2 separate regions of the Muntiacus reevesi genome follow, and region 2 is linked to region 1. A link is a contact called in public Hi-C data. All regions are on one chromosome and are shown on one strand. Each heading gives the region's core, a stretch centred on a gene start, on an enhancer-like site or on the middle of the called end of the contact. The rest is flanking DNA. Distances are from core to core; before and after follow the strand shown. Region 1 holds the start of UBAP1 (ubiquitin associated protein 1). Region 2 holds the start of NUDT2 (nudix hydrolase 2).

What was found. A called contact is a pair of places that touch in the nucleus more often than the background predicts.
Region 2: a Hi-C map of muscle shows a contact between it and region 1, with 6 times the contacts expected there. The contact joins the promoter of NUDT2 here to the promoter of UBAP1 in region 1. A contact is called at or near these places in 2 of 3 Hi-C or Micro-C datasets (blood and muscle).

The regions. Positions count from the first base shown.
Region 1 is chr10:8,186,236-8,193,726 of mMunRee1.1, forward strand. UBAP1 (ubiquitin associated protein 1) reads left to right here and starts at 4,125. Exons shown (of 6, transcript XM_065901588.1): 1 at 4,125-4,325.
Region 2 is chr10:8,319,275-8,326,765 of mMunRee1.1, forward strand. NUDT2 (nudix hydrolase 2) reads left to right here and starts at 3,422. Exons shown (of 3, transcript XM_065947436.1): 1 at 3,422-3,556. It overlaps KIF24 (kinesin family member 24), which reads right to left and starts at 3,184. Exons shown (of 14, transcript XM_065901583.1): 1 at 3,057-3,184.

The sequences.
Region 1 (7,491 bases), core at 2,875-5,374:
TACCAGTGCACCACCATAGAAATCCCTTTCTTTCCATTTCTTAAGGATGAGTTGCCTCCATGGAGCTTGGGGGACATGGCAGGCTGGCTCAGGAGTAGGTGGTCACCAACTTGTGTGCGTGCTAAGTCGCTTCAGTTGTGTCCTACTCCTTGTGACCCTATGGACTGTAACCCTCCAGGCTCATCTGTCCATGGGATTCTCCAGGCAAGAATATTGGAATACGTTGTCATGCCCTCCTTCAGGGGATCTTCTCAACCCAGGGATTGAACCCACAATTCTTATGTCTCCTGCATGGACAGGCAGGTTCTTTACCACTAGCACCACCTGGGAAGCCCCGGTTAGCTAGCTGGTCCCCACTTAAAGCAAGAAGACAGAGAAGATGAATTACTAGATCAGGCTGATGAGGAATTTCAGAAAGCCCCTGTCTGACGGAGGAGGTTTGTCTCTGGTCTCAGAGAGTCCTTCTCTGAGAGGAGAGGCACACGCCCAGTCCTCCAGAGGGTTTTCCTTCCTAATCCTCCAGGGCACCATGGTCTTCTCATTCCTTTTCTACTTCTTGCTACTACCTTTGCGTCTCTCAACTTTATCTCCTCATGCCCTATTTGTCAGTGTTCCAAAGGGTCCCCAGTCCCAGAAATTTTAATTAATCTCATTTTCCATTCTTCTAGCCACATGTGCAAAAATTTGACTCAGGTCAAAAACTTTAAAGTCATCCTTGAGTCTTCTGATTTTCTCACACTGTGCATCTAATCTGTGAGCAAATTCTTACAACTTTACCTTCAAAATGTACCCAGAACCTGACCATTTCTTATCACTTTCACTGCTATTGCCTCTCAGTCTCCAGCACTGTCATTTCCTGCCTGGGCGTCTGCAATCACCTCTAAGTGGTCTTTCTTCTTCTGTGCTTGTCCTTCTTTGGTTTACGCTCAGTGTTGTCACTAGAGTATCCTGATAGAAATTTTGATCATTTTCCTTCTCTGCTCAAAACTCTCCAATGGCTTTCAGCTGACTTAAAAAGCCAAAGTCCATAAAATGATCTACAAATCCCTATGTGATTTAGCCCCCTGTTATCTCTCTGCTTTCAGCTCCCATTGATCTCCACTTTGCTCACTCCATGCCAGCCACACTGGGTTGCTTATTGTTCCTAGAACATAGAAAGTGAACTTTCATCTCAGGGCCTTTGTACTTGTTGTCCCTTGGCCTGGCATTTTGTCCTCCTAGGTATCTGCCTAACTCATTTCCTCACTTCCTTCAGGTCTTTTCTCAGATGCCATCTTTCCCTAGCCATCCTTTATACATTTCAATCCTGGATATTTTCTATCCTCTTTCCCTGCTTTATTCTTTGTAACACCTGTAACCACTATTATTATTTTCCTCTAAAATGTAAGATTTGTGAGAGCAGGGTTTTTTTTCGGGGGGTGGGGTGGGCAGGCAGCAGGAGGTCTTTTTATATACTGCTGTATCACCAGTGCATAGAACAATGCCTGGCATACTGCAGGCATTCAATAAATACTTGCTGGATAAATGAATGAAGAATTCATTTGTTTAAGGAGACACTATTCTATGTCTATGTGCTCCTTACCTCCTACCTGATTTCCAAGCTCACATTTCCTTCTGAGCGTCTGTCCAGAAAATCTGCCATCATCTTAAGCTCAGTTTGGGCGGCTATACTCATTGTTATTTCCCTTGGTACTTCAGTAAAAGTCAGGTCTCACTTCTGTGAATAAGACACCCCCAAAACTTGGCTCTTTCCTCTTCATGATTGCTCCTCCCATATAGAAGGTCTCTAAATCTTGTGAGTCTGTTTCCTAAGTCTTGTTCCAGTTGATCCAGTTTTCATTCCCACTGTCTCTGTTTTAGTCCAGGTGTAAGTATTTCATTCAATGTAGAAGTCTACCAGACTTCCTTGGTAGTCTAGTGGTTAAGAATCCACCTTCCAACACAGGGGACAAGGCTTCAATCCCCAGTCAGGGAACTAAGATCCCCCAAGGCAAATGGCAACTAAGATTGGGCAACTGCTGAGCCTGCATGCCACCCAGAAAGATCCTGTATTCGGTAACTAAGACCTGAAGCAACCAAAATGAATAAAAAAATATTTGGACTTCCTAGGTGACTCAGGGGTAAAGAATCCATCTGCTAATGCAGGAGACACAGGAGACTCTTGTTTGATCCGTGGGTTGAGAAGATCCCCTAGAGAAGGAAATGGCAACCCACTCCAGTAATTTTGCCTGGAAAATGCTATGGACAGAGGAGCCTGGAGGCTATAGTCCATGGGATTGCAAATGAGTTGGACACGACTGAGCATGCAGGGACTCAAAGAAGTCTACCTGGTAGTCTCCAATCCGTTTTATTCACTGCTACCATTTCAATTCTCCTGTTGAGGAGATTTGCTCAGATCACTGCTCTTTCTACAAACCTTCTGTGGCTGTGTTTGAATTAAGTAGGTAAGTTGTTCAGAATTGATGATTTCCAATAGGAACAGAGAATACTCTGTTCATTTTGACTGCCCCCCTTCTGGAATACCCACCTTCTCTCATTAAAACTGCTGCATTCAAAAAAAAAAAAAAAAAAAAAAAAAAACCACACTGCTGCACTTCAAAACACAATTACCTGCTCTGGAGTTCCAGAGAGAAAATTGGGCTAGAGAATAAGATACCAGAATGAATACATTCTTTACCTGTAGAATCAAGAAAGTGTAGAGATGTAAATCTTTCCTAATCCTTTAGCTAAAACTCATTTTTTTTCCAGAGCAACTGAAGCCACCATCACTCTTTTTCTTTCTTTTTTTTTTTCATCACTCTTTTTCTAGAGTTACTGTTTATGCTTGTATTTCTCCCACCAACTAGGAACTTTTTGGAACATAGATTTATCCATTCAGTTGTGAACATCCAGGCACCTGATTCTAGGAAACAGAAGGAAGTAAAGGTTTGGGACTGGATTGCCTGGTGTAAAACCCATTGAATGTCAGAATTGGAGGAAGATTTATTAGAGGTCACCTTTCAACCCATTCATTTTGTTGCTGAAATTTGGCCTCTGTTCACTAGTGCCTAACAGAAACATGGAGACAGAGTTCTGGATGAAGTAGAAAATAACAGCTTTATTGCTTTGCCAGGCAAAAGGGGCACAGTGGGCTTATGCCCTCAAGATTGTGTGTCCCACGTTGGTGGGGATAGTAAGGAGTTTTATAGTGTTCAAGAAGCAGGGTGTGGTCAGCTTCTGGGAATTCTTATGATTGGATGGTGGTGAGGTAATCAAAACCTTTTGATTCCAACTTGTTTGGGGTCTATGTGCTTGCATGTGTGCTTAGACGCTTCAGTTGCATCTGACTGTCTGCGACCCCATGGACCATGGCCTGCTAGGCTCCTCTGTCCATGGGATTCTCCAGGCAAGAAGAGTGGAGTGGGTTGCCATTTCCTTTTTGCTTGCCTATAATTAACTTCTTCCACTCGGTGGTGGTGGTGGTGGTGGTGGTGCGGGTCGAGGAGCGGGGGTAGGGGCTTCAGTATCTGCATTCAGACAGCTTAAATGACACAGCTCAGAATATTTTCTATAGTCCTTGAGGAAGAACTAAAGGTCCTCAACTTCGTTTAATGGCTAAAGTATTGCTTTGTAATGCTTAACTGTTTTCCTTTCTTTCTTTTTTGCACTTGTCTGATTAAATTTATTCCTTGACTAAATTTTTCTACAGACAAAAGGCAGGAGGAGGACATGGTTGGAGGTCTGTTCTGAAAAGGCCTTATAGGATTCTGATCCCTTACAATCTATAAATTGGGAAAGTGAGGCCCAGAAAGTCCATGACTCAGGACCTGAAGTCAGACATTCTGATTTCTAAGTAGGTCCCCTTGGAAAGCCTTTGCGCTTCTCTTTGAGATTCAGGAATCGCGGGCTTCCTCCTGGGAGGCTCTTCCAACCCCTACGCATTACCCTCTTGGTGACCCCCGCAGCTTTTCTCCAACCCTCCAGTCAGCCGGGTTCACTCGTTCCAATTGCAGCCCTGCAGACACGACCAGATGTTGGCTCCTAGGGGAAATTAGCTACGTCACCATGACTCCTCCCATTGGCTCGAGGGGTGGGGCGCGGCGCCACGACGTCAGACGTCCAAAGGGGAGGAGCGGTGAGGGGAAGGAGGAGGGAAGTGGGACTTCAACATGGCGGCTGTGGTACTGGCGGTGACTACGGTGACGGTCTGGCCCGGGGCGGGCAGAGTTGGAGGTGGTAGTGTTCGCTCTCCCTAGGGGCCGTCAGGAGCTCAGCAGGGACCGAGCCAGGGAGGCCGGTCGGCGGCAGCACCTTTCGGCTTCTGGCACGGCGGCTGCAGCATTCAGGTGAGGGGGCCTCGCTGGGGGAGGGAGGAGAGGGGCGGAGTTGGGAGAGGGAGCCGGTACCGGGAGACGGCTGGGGGAGGGACGGGGAGGAAGCTGGAGACTTGAGTGGAATGGTGGAGCTGCAGCTCAGGGGGTGTGAGGGCCGGGGGGCCAGAGATGGGTAACTTGGGAAGGATTCTGGGAGAAGGGACAGGGTGAGGGGACCAGCATTGAAGGGGCGGAGGGCAGATGGGATGCGGAAAAATAAGTGAGTTCGGATTAAGGGAACTAATGTTCTGCTGGAAAATAGGCGCAGTACGTAGCTGTCTGGAACGAGAGCTCCGTGGGAAATAGAGGATGTCGGGGAGAGGGACGTAGGTTTTTGTAAAGGTGAGACATGGGGAGTTGAGGGTGAGCTGCGGACCTGAGATACAGATTTAGTTTTCTCTGAGGCGATGAGATTAGGGGGAAAGGGAGGAGACCAGACTCGGGGCGAGTGATCTTTGGGGATCTATTCGACATCGCTGGGTCTTCTCCAGGTGTTAGTCTTGCTGCTTTTGTTTGTTTCTTGGGTAGAGCCTTATCTGTCCAGTCCACCTGGGGGTCAGAAACAGTTCCTAATCGTTCGTGTGAAACATGAAGTTATAGTTCATTTATTTGATCTCTAATAGTTATCTCTGACCTTTGTATTGTCTCTACGTGTTCTTGTTTAAAGTGTGGCTGGCCATAAAAATACATTTTATATTAAAGTGAGATAAATTTTTGAGAGTTTTTAGACTCCATGGAGTGTTGCAAAAACAGATTTGGTAGTTATCTGTTAAGTAGTGTTTGTTCTAACTCCACTTAATAGGGCTTCTTTGCTCAGTTCTAGTTATTAGTATTTTAGAATTTGGGTAGATATGATGGGTATTTTTCTTTAGAATTTTGCCAGATTTGATGATAAGAAAAACAGGGCACTTAGTCTTCAGTGATAGAGCCAGTTCTTGTAAGTGTCCCAAACTATAAGTTAAACTGAAAGTTTCTGTATTATTTTGTAGCAAAGAATGTAAAATGTCCAAGGTCTAAAAGAATTCCTTTGTCTACATTAACCTACTTTATAAAGTAGGATTTTTTTGGTGTGTTTTTATAGTAGGTTTTTATAAATTAAAGTTGTGTTTCTAATCCATCCTATTCATTCTGTGACTTATTTATTCATTGTTTATTACTGTCTACTTTGTGTTGCATTAATAAGTCATAATTATGGAAATGGGAAAATTAATGTTTCTCTAGTGAGACTGTATCACTGTACAGCTTCATTGGAAGAAATAATGTTTTTTGGAAATGAAGACTAAGGAAGAAAATTATGTAAATATAAGAACTTCCTGAATTTTTCCTTTGTGTAGTATTTGGCTCAATATTTCATCATGACATACTTTTTTTTTTAATCATGACATATTTTTTGTATATCTGAAAGCTTTTCTTTTTCTTTTGAAGAAGACAGTATCCTGATACGATTGTAATTAGGTCTGTGATGCGTTCTCATCAGTAGTTGTTAGTTCCCATTTCTTGGCAAATATCACTTTATCTTGTGCGACTTTTCTTTCCTATCTCAACTATGGTAAGGTATTTAAAATGAGGATTAATGAAGTTTAATTCAGTGAAGTTTAATTCAAATTTCTCTGAATTTTTTCAGTATTTTATAAATGTATCTTCATTACTGTAGAGTGTGGTTGTCAGTATTATACATTTTTCCTGTTATTATATTGTTGAATGTTTGAGGTTTTTTCCATATGTAAATTATTTTAAGCATAACCATTTTTCCCACAGACTAACCAAAGCCAAAAACAAGCTACTATCAGGTCATTGTTACAGGTAGTTTTCTTCAGATAGCCTTTCTCAAGAAATGCAAAAGTTAGCATGCAGTACTGTAAGTATTAGGGCTTCCCTGGTGGCCCAGGGAATCTGCCTGCCAGTGCAGGAGGCTCCAGTTTGATCCCTGGGTGGGGTAGATCCCCTGGAGAAGAAAACGGCAACCCACTCCAGTATTCTTGCCCAGGAAATTCTGTGGACAGAGGAGCCTAAAGAGCTAGTCCAGGAGGTTGCAAAAGGATCGGACACAGCTTAGTGACTAAACAGCAGCCTCCACCATTAAGTATTAAATAAGCTTCTTAGAATCAAGAAAACCTTGAATTGAAGCTTGGAAATCAATTGGATTTAGTTTCCCACATAGCATGAGAATCCTTACTTCTGTGTCATGACGATAACTGAAAATCTGTCCTCTTTTCCAGGATCTAATTTCTTATAGGAAAAGAGCTTTCAGTAGAGAAAGATGTAATCAGGGTGTTGCTTTTCATAGCACACAATCTTGTAATATTTGAAAATAATTTGAATGTAAGAATATTATTTTCCTATGAATTGAGAGTTAACATTTCAGATTTCAAAAATTTTAGGTGAGAGCTAGATTTACAAAGGGAATGGGGCTAACCTTGGGTCTGTATTAATGAGCTAGGCATCGTAAACACTTTACATTATCTCACTTTTATTCATAGGATCTGTTTGTGTAGGCAAAGATAGGCTTGCTTTTTAGGTGTTGAGGAAGCTGAGGATCAGAAAAGTTGAGTAACTTAAACCAAGGTTACTTTTCTAAATTCATCCAATTTCAGTGCCCTTATTCTTATCTGTTACATCATTTTGCCCCTCTTACATGGTCACAGGGCCACTCCACTTCCTATGAAGTAAATTTAAACTATAAGCGTGAGTTTTAAAAGTAATGCCATTTGAAACTACTTGTTCTCATTGAAATAGCATAACCGGAATGATAAATAGTTCATTACAGCTTTAGTCACTTAAGATGTCATCAGTTCTAGGAGGAAATAAATACCTGAATATTTTGTACTTAACAAAATGAACTGTATAAACTGGATAAAGGACTAAAGGTTTTTATAATTGTAATTGCTGAGTCAGGTCAGACCTGGTTCATCAAGGACCGAAATTTGTATTTGGCAGTAATCCACTTGTGTTCTCAGAATTTTGGATTGGTCATTGTCAGTTGCTTAATGCTTACTAAACACTTCCAGTGTTTGAGTCACTGAGTTGGTTTATGGTATTTGTGAATCTTGTGGTTTGCTGAGTCAAGAGCCAGCAGTGTGTGTTCTGGTTGCTTCACTTCCTCCCCAACACTTAATATTGTCAGACTTTTAAATTTTTT
Region 2 (7,491 bases), core at 2,172-4,671, 130 kb after region 1:
GAGAAGATCAGTTTGGCTCTAGCACAGTAGATGAAAGGGAAAGTAGTATGAGATGACAACAGAAAGGTAGGGGACAGATCAAGTGCAGTCCAGTGGGCCACATAAAGGTGTCTGGAATTTAAAGTGAAGCAGGAAGTCTTTGGAGGATCTTAAGCAGGGGAAAGGACATGATCTTTAAAGATTACTCTGTCAAAAAAAAAAAAAAAAGACTACTCTGTCAGTTCTGTGGAATGGATCGCAGAGAACAGGCAGAAATGGAGGGAGGGAGATCAGTGGGAAGCTACTGCAGTTAAACAGGCAGAAAATGATAGTGACTTGGAAGAGATTTTTGCTTTTGTGAGGATTAGCTGGGATAATGTAATAAAGTGCTAAATAAGCAATCAAATAACACAAGCACTCAAAAAAAAAAATAAACAAACAAGAGTAAGAATAGAAGATATACATTGGTCTCTGCCTTGAGATCCTGGCACAGAGCTCCTAAAACCCTTGTAATTTCCCAAGCAATAACAGCACTAGGAGTATCTCTTAGTGGCAACTCTGGGTCAGCTCCTGGATGGAAAGACTAAACCACAAAGAGAAGCTTAGAATTTTTCAGCCACTACCTCCCAGTCTCCAGAGATGGGGGAGGGGCTGGCAGGGGAGTTAATAACTCATCACTTCTGTATGATGAAGTCTCTGAAAATCCCAAAAGGACAGGGTTCAGAGAGCTTTTGGCTTGGTGTATTCATCCACGCAGAGAGGGTGACACATCCCAACTCCATAGGCACAGAAGCTCCTGCACTTGAAACCTTCCCAAGACCATGCCCTACGGACCTCTTCATCTGACTGTTATCTGAATCCTTTATCATATCCTTTAATATCCTGGTAAACACCAGCGTTTCTCTGAGTTTTGTGAGCTGTGGTAGCAAATTAACTGAACCTGAGGAGGGGGCTTGCGAACTTCCAATTCGTAGTCAAATCTGACAGAAGTTGTGGGTATCTGAGGACTTACCACTTGTGACTAGTGTCTGAAGTGGTATGGAGCAGTCTTGCGGGACTAAGCCCTTAACCTCTAGGATCTGACACTACCTCCAGGTAAACAGTGCTGGATTGAGGTAAATTGTAGAACACCCAGCTGGCGTCACGGAGATTTGTTTGGCGGGGAGGGGGAACCCTGACACATGTGGGTTTTCCCTACACAGGAAAAAAGACATACTGGTGGAAAACTGAATTTTTCCAATATGAATGGTACCTATTAGTTTATGCTTATAGAAAAGTCTTCTTGTTTAATAGGATGATGAACTTCAAAGTCCTTGAGACATCATCTTGGGAAGTATATAATGACTACAACACTCAAAGTACAAGAAGTAGAAATTCATCACTCATTTAACAAAATCTGTTGACTACCTACTCTGAACAAATTATGAATAGGTTTGCTGAGCGAGCGCAGGAAACTGGATTAATTAATCAGTTAAAGTGAAGAGATCTGAGAAGAATATTTCAACTCACTTTACGAACAACAAAAGTGGAGCCCAGAGAAAGAAACTGCTATTCCTCCTCAACTGGAAGATAAGAGAACCATACCCTAGTTTGCCCCAAGGCCATACTATGAATAGTTAAAGATTTTCATTAACAACAGAAACCAAAAGTCTTTAATGAAGTGGTATGTGGGTAGTACATACTGTACTATGCTAAGAAAAATGTATATTTTCACAGGGTAAATGCTCAATAATGGTAGCTATTAACTACCTCCAGCTGTATGGTCTTTGGAAGGCTGAGTGTGTGATCGCTACCTGCCAACAACTGCTTGACTAAATTGATAATAGAACCACAGGACTTCTAATTCAACCTTTTGATTTTCCACATGGAAAAAGAGAAATCTGAAAGAGCTAAATGACCTGCAAAGCCAGCCATAGTGAGTGAGTTAGAGCCAAGACCAAACTCTGAATCCCCAGCTGGGTTTCCATTACATGTCACAGGTCTGTGGCTTAACTATAAGGTTTTATTCAAACTTTCCCAGGAAAGTAATTAAGAACAGAGCTGCTATACCTAACTTTTTTCAATCCTTTTATTAAAGTCAGCATTGAGCTATGATTTTGATATAAGAATCAACAAAGCATAACAGCAACATATAGTCTTATGAGTTAAAAACGAAACAACAGTCTTGGTAATACAATTCTATCAGGGACACCTGATAAATGGAAAGGCTACCAGAGCAGCTGTTATATGTGCTCAAGTAGACTACAAGCAGAATACAAATACAAAAGAGAAAAGGATTTAAATAAAACGTTTTCCAAACACACTGAAAATGTGACAATAGCTGTGGGTCACTAAGAAACTGAGATCATGTCTCTTGGCATACTGCGACAACAGAAGGGTTTGTTTTAAGCAACACTAAGAGAAAGTTCAATACAAACTGGAAGACCAAGACTAAAAGCCATAAGGTAGGAAGAGTTCCAGTAAGCAACCAAAAAGTTCTCCATTTCACACAGAGTGGAAAGGCCAACACCTTTCCACTTCCAGGAAAGGTGAACTTCCAGGTCCTTGTGCATATGAGATTAGAATGCCCTCCTCCTAGTTCTATAAAAATTAAAAAATAATCTCTGTAAGGGAGGAAAAACGGGGCAGGGCATAAAGAGGAATCCAATCTATTTGTGGTAACTTAAATTCAGCTCAACAAATATTTCCTGAAAAATCTACAATGTGTGAAACATGCAAGATGCTTGCCTTGCCTCAGAGACTTCAGAATAACATGGGAGAAGAGAGAAGAACGCGGTTCACGGAAGTACACAAATAACCCAAGGCAGAACAGAAGCACTCTAAGAAAGGTTCCAGTCAGGGCTATGGGTCCAAAAGCAAGACTCCGAGACTCAGAAAAAGTTTCACGGGAGAAGTGGGGAAGAAGGGTAGGCGAGCGGGTGAACGGCCGACCGCGAGACGTCAGCTCCCGGTTTCCTTTACAACTGCCCGCCTCTTCACGCGCTCGGCTGGCGCCCTGCTCACCCTCTCCGGCGGAGGCAGGCACTAAGGCTCTCCACCAGGCCAACCCGCCTTGATTCTCTTCCGCCATTTCTCACCTCGGAGGCTTCCAAATTCCTCCTCGGTCAACCTTGTCTGAAGACTGAAGACAACGCTGAGAGGAGAAAGCCTCAAGGCGGGCGACTGGGGCCCTCTCAGCTCACAAGCTGGAGCCTGCGGCCAGGCCTCATCCCCATGGCAACGCCCCCAAGCGCCGGTTCGAACGCCCGCGCCGACGCCCGCGCGCCGGCAGTCCCACACCGTCCACCAATGAGCATCGAGGGAACGCGTGGACGTGGACCGCCTTCTCTTCTAGAAGGCCAATCAGGAACCCGATGAAACGGTGGGCGTAACTCTCACTTTCCGCCCTTCAACCAATCGTTCCACTGAAATGGAAATCTCGCGATGTTCTAAGCGAGAGAAACGCACCTTTGAGGCGAGGTCCAGAATCCTTCCGCCCCGAACTGTTGGTCGGCCAAAGCGCAACCCAGCTCTTGGGATTGGTCGACGGACTGCCAGTCTTCGCCCAAGGTCCGCCTTTTGCCTCCTTCTACTTGGGGTGAGTAGCTTTAAAGAGGGGTTAATGGGTTTAGTTCTCCGCGGAGAAATTGAGGCTCGGAGCAATGAGTCTGCAGCTGACTAACCTCCGGTCGCTGTAGGGTCAGGAGTGGACTTGCCTTTCTCCAGCTGGCTGTGGGGCGCGGGCAGGCCAGACTCCAGCCGCTGCAGAGAGAAGGGAGGGAGACCCTTTGGGGGCCCCGCGAGCCTTGTTTGTCCCGAGACGAGTGGTGATCGGGTAGGTCGTCGGAAACCCAGAGTACCGGGTGTGGGGCCCAGCCACCCTAGCGCCATACCTTCCCTTCCTTGGGCCTCAGTTTTAACTTTGTTACTCTTTAAACCCTGTCTACTTTCCACGAGAGGTTTTATATTTTCTAATTACTTCCTTTATTGAATGGATACTATCGTGACAGTTACAACAGAAGTAAAGAAAGTCACAGGAGAGTCCTTACTACTTAAAAACTTCTTTTTTCCTTGTGGCCTAGTTTGGACCTTATTTATCTATTATATCTCTCAAGGGGAAAAATAAATAAATATATGAATTACATTAAAGAAGTTGAATACAATCAAATAGCCAAAGGTAGCTGGTGTCGAGTCCAGGTTGAGAGCACTGACGTTAGGAGTCAGGCAGATCTGCTTTTGAGTCCCTATCCAGACTCATCTCTGAGCTGTAATTTTCTTTTTCCTCTTCTGAAAATGGGGAGTAATGCCCCATGGGGTTGTTGTGAAAATTAAGTGAAATAATGAAGGTAAAGCACTTGGCAAAATGCCTGACAAGTAGTAACTCTTCCAAAAGTGGTAGCTATTATCTTCATACTAGAAATAAGAAAATATATTAGCCAATGGAACCAGTAGTTGTACTGTAATTGAGTGCCCAATTTAGTTCAAAACTTGTCAGTTAAATAACTAATAATTAAGGAAACAATCTGTTCTTCGAAAGAGTGAAATTTCTTCATAGTAGCTATATTAAAACATCTTGTGGGGCTGTCAGGGATGTACATGGTGTGATGAACAGTGTGTTCACTGACAGTTTTGCAGAAAATATGAAAAGTCATTTTTTTATTCAACTATTAATGAAAGCTAAGAGCATGTCATTAAAACATAACAGAGAAGCTTTCTGATGATTTTTTTTACAGGGATTAAGTGTGACATATATCTAGTACTTCTGATATGTCAGACCCTAGGTATACATTATTTTAAACTCTGCAACAACTGTTAATAGTAGGTTGGTATTTCCTTATTTGGAAAAGGAGGCTTAGAGAAGTGTGTTGCTCAAAATAAAATGCTGTTGAATTAGGGAGCTAAGTCTTTCTCACTGCAAAGCCAGCCATGCTTTTCTGTGTTGTGCATTCTCTTTTTGACTGAGAAAGGATGAAAATACTTGGAATACAGGCAGTCTTTACCGTTTAAGCCACCAGGGAAGCCTCCCAGGTGACGCTGGTGGTAAAGCACCCTCCTGCCAATGCAGGAGACATAAGAGAAGGGGGTTCAATCCCTGGGTTGGGAAGATCCCCTGGAGGAGGAGATAGCAATCCACTCCCGTATTCTTGCCTGGAGAATCCCATGGACAGGGGAGCCTGGAGAGCTACAGTCCATAGTGTCATAGAGTCAGACACAACTGAAGTGACTTAGCAAGCAAGCAAACTCCTAGTCATCCTTTAAAACCCTTATGGAAGTACCCCTTGACCTAAAGATAATCATTCCATCTTTGCTGTCTTTACATCTTACACATACCTTTGTGATGCACAAAATACATCTGGTGACTTGTCTGTTTAAATATCTTCCACTTTCACTAGTATTCAGCTTCCTATCTACTCTTCAGTCCTGTCACACTGCTTGTCGAATGGGACACACTCAACAGACATTAGATGAGAGAAGGAATCCTTTCAGGCTCTAGTATTAGAATTCCCCATGTTTGCTGGAAAGCAAAAATTGTACAGCAGATGGCACTAATAGGCTACTTAACAGTTCTCCTTCACCAGAAACGATTTTTGTCCCAACCTTGTCTGACTTTGACTTCATCCTTGAAGCCAGTATTCATGGCATTACAGGTGAAATCTCCCATTTCCTCCCTCAGCCAAACAGCAAAGATAGCAAGATGACTCAGCAGCTTAGTCTTTGAAACAGAGAGTGGCAGATGTCCAGGTAAAGGTGAGGTTGAGGGAACATTTTCTTTGTCTCAGCTCATCAGTTTATGGTAGTTGGGGGTTTTTCTTTTCTTTCTTTTTTAGTTTTATCTTTTTGTTGTTGTTGTTGCTTTATTCAAAGATGGGAGCCTTATTTCTGTTCACTTCTTCGAAAAGGAAGAAGGGACTAGGAGAATTGGAGAAGCGACCATCATGATGTGCGATGTGAAGAGAAGCTGAGCAGTCACATAGCTAGCTGCTTGTGGGTAGGCAGAGTTGACCTTCCTCCTCATAGTGGAGTAGCCTGGGCAAATTTCCAGGACATGAGTGCCCCAAGTTAGTTACGTGTGTGCTTGTCCAAGGCTGGCATCAAGCATGTCCCCAATACTTGGTGCTTGAGAACCCTCCGGCTACTGGGTATGGTTTTGAACGTGTGGTTATAGGCTCCAGCTTCCCAGAAAAAAAAAAAAAAAAGCAGAGGCATAGAAACCTTTATCAGAGAGACCAAGTTTGGGGGCATCAGACTACACTTTACCCCTCCAGGGTTGTCTTTGGGCAACAGGATCTTCATCTGTGTCAGCCTCCAACTAAAACTTCTGTGAATAGGATTCCAGTTAGACATCTTTAAAATCCTCCATATGAATGTAGATCAAAGTGTGGGAATTTTGGAACTGGAAGCAATTTAATAAATCATTTTCGTATCCTCTTTCAGGACACTTGTGCCCTATGCCCTGCTCTTTCATGGTAAGCAAAGCTGTATAATGGAAAAAATACAAACTTTGGAGTTAGACTTGGTTTCCCTGTATCTCTGATGATAAAGATTCTGCCTGCAATGCAAGAGACTCAAGTTCGGTCCCTGAGTTGGGAAAATTCCCTGGAGAAGGGAATGGGTACCCACTCCAGTATTCTTGCCTGCAGAATTCCGTGGACAGAGCGTGGAGGGCTACAGTCTGTAAAGTTGCAAAGAGTCAGATACCACTGAGTGACTAATACTTTCACTTTTACTTAGATTCAAATCTCAGCATTCACAGACCAGTTAGGCGTTTGGGCAAGTATTTTAAACATTTTGAATCTGAATTTCCTTATCTTAAACTGGAGGTAACTGCTTATTGTGAAGAGTTGTCTTGAGCATTATAAAAGATAAAAAACATTGCATGGGGTAGATTCTTGATAACATGGTGGGGTGAAATACTGTTTCTGCTAGAGGGATTTTAGACTATGAGGAACAGGTTGCAGGAGGATTTAGAGAGCTCTTTCTAAAGGTACATTTGTGACAGCTCCTGTGGTTGAGCCTTGCTTGCAACAGCACTCTGATTAATTTGATGAAAATATTGCACCACATCAGTATAGGCATTTATCTGTGAATTATTTTTTGCCACCTAAGTCCTCAACCTCCTAGGCGGTGAGGGAATTGTATCTATAGAGAAAGCCAAGAGCACTTTTCCTTAGCTTCTGGAACCTTCTGCTGACATTGAGGGGGTTTTGTTCAGGTTTTTTTTAAACCACCTAAGGCACTTTGCTACTTTGCTGAAGTGTGAATTGCCTGCTGTCAGCCTGGAGTTCTCACCTCCGAAATCTGGCTGCAGGCATATTTGCATATTAGATGGTGTGTTCTTTAACCCCCTGAGGTTTGAATCCACTCAGTGTTTGAGTGTGTGTATGTGTATCTGTGAGAGAGAGAGAGGAAGAAAGAAATCTGGATACTTTAAAACCCCAGGACAGTTTCAGCTCCACGGGTCTCCAGAAAAACAGAAAACCTCCAACAATAGCTCCATTGACTTTTATGTAAATGGCACTCTTCAGGAAAACA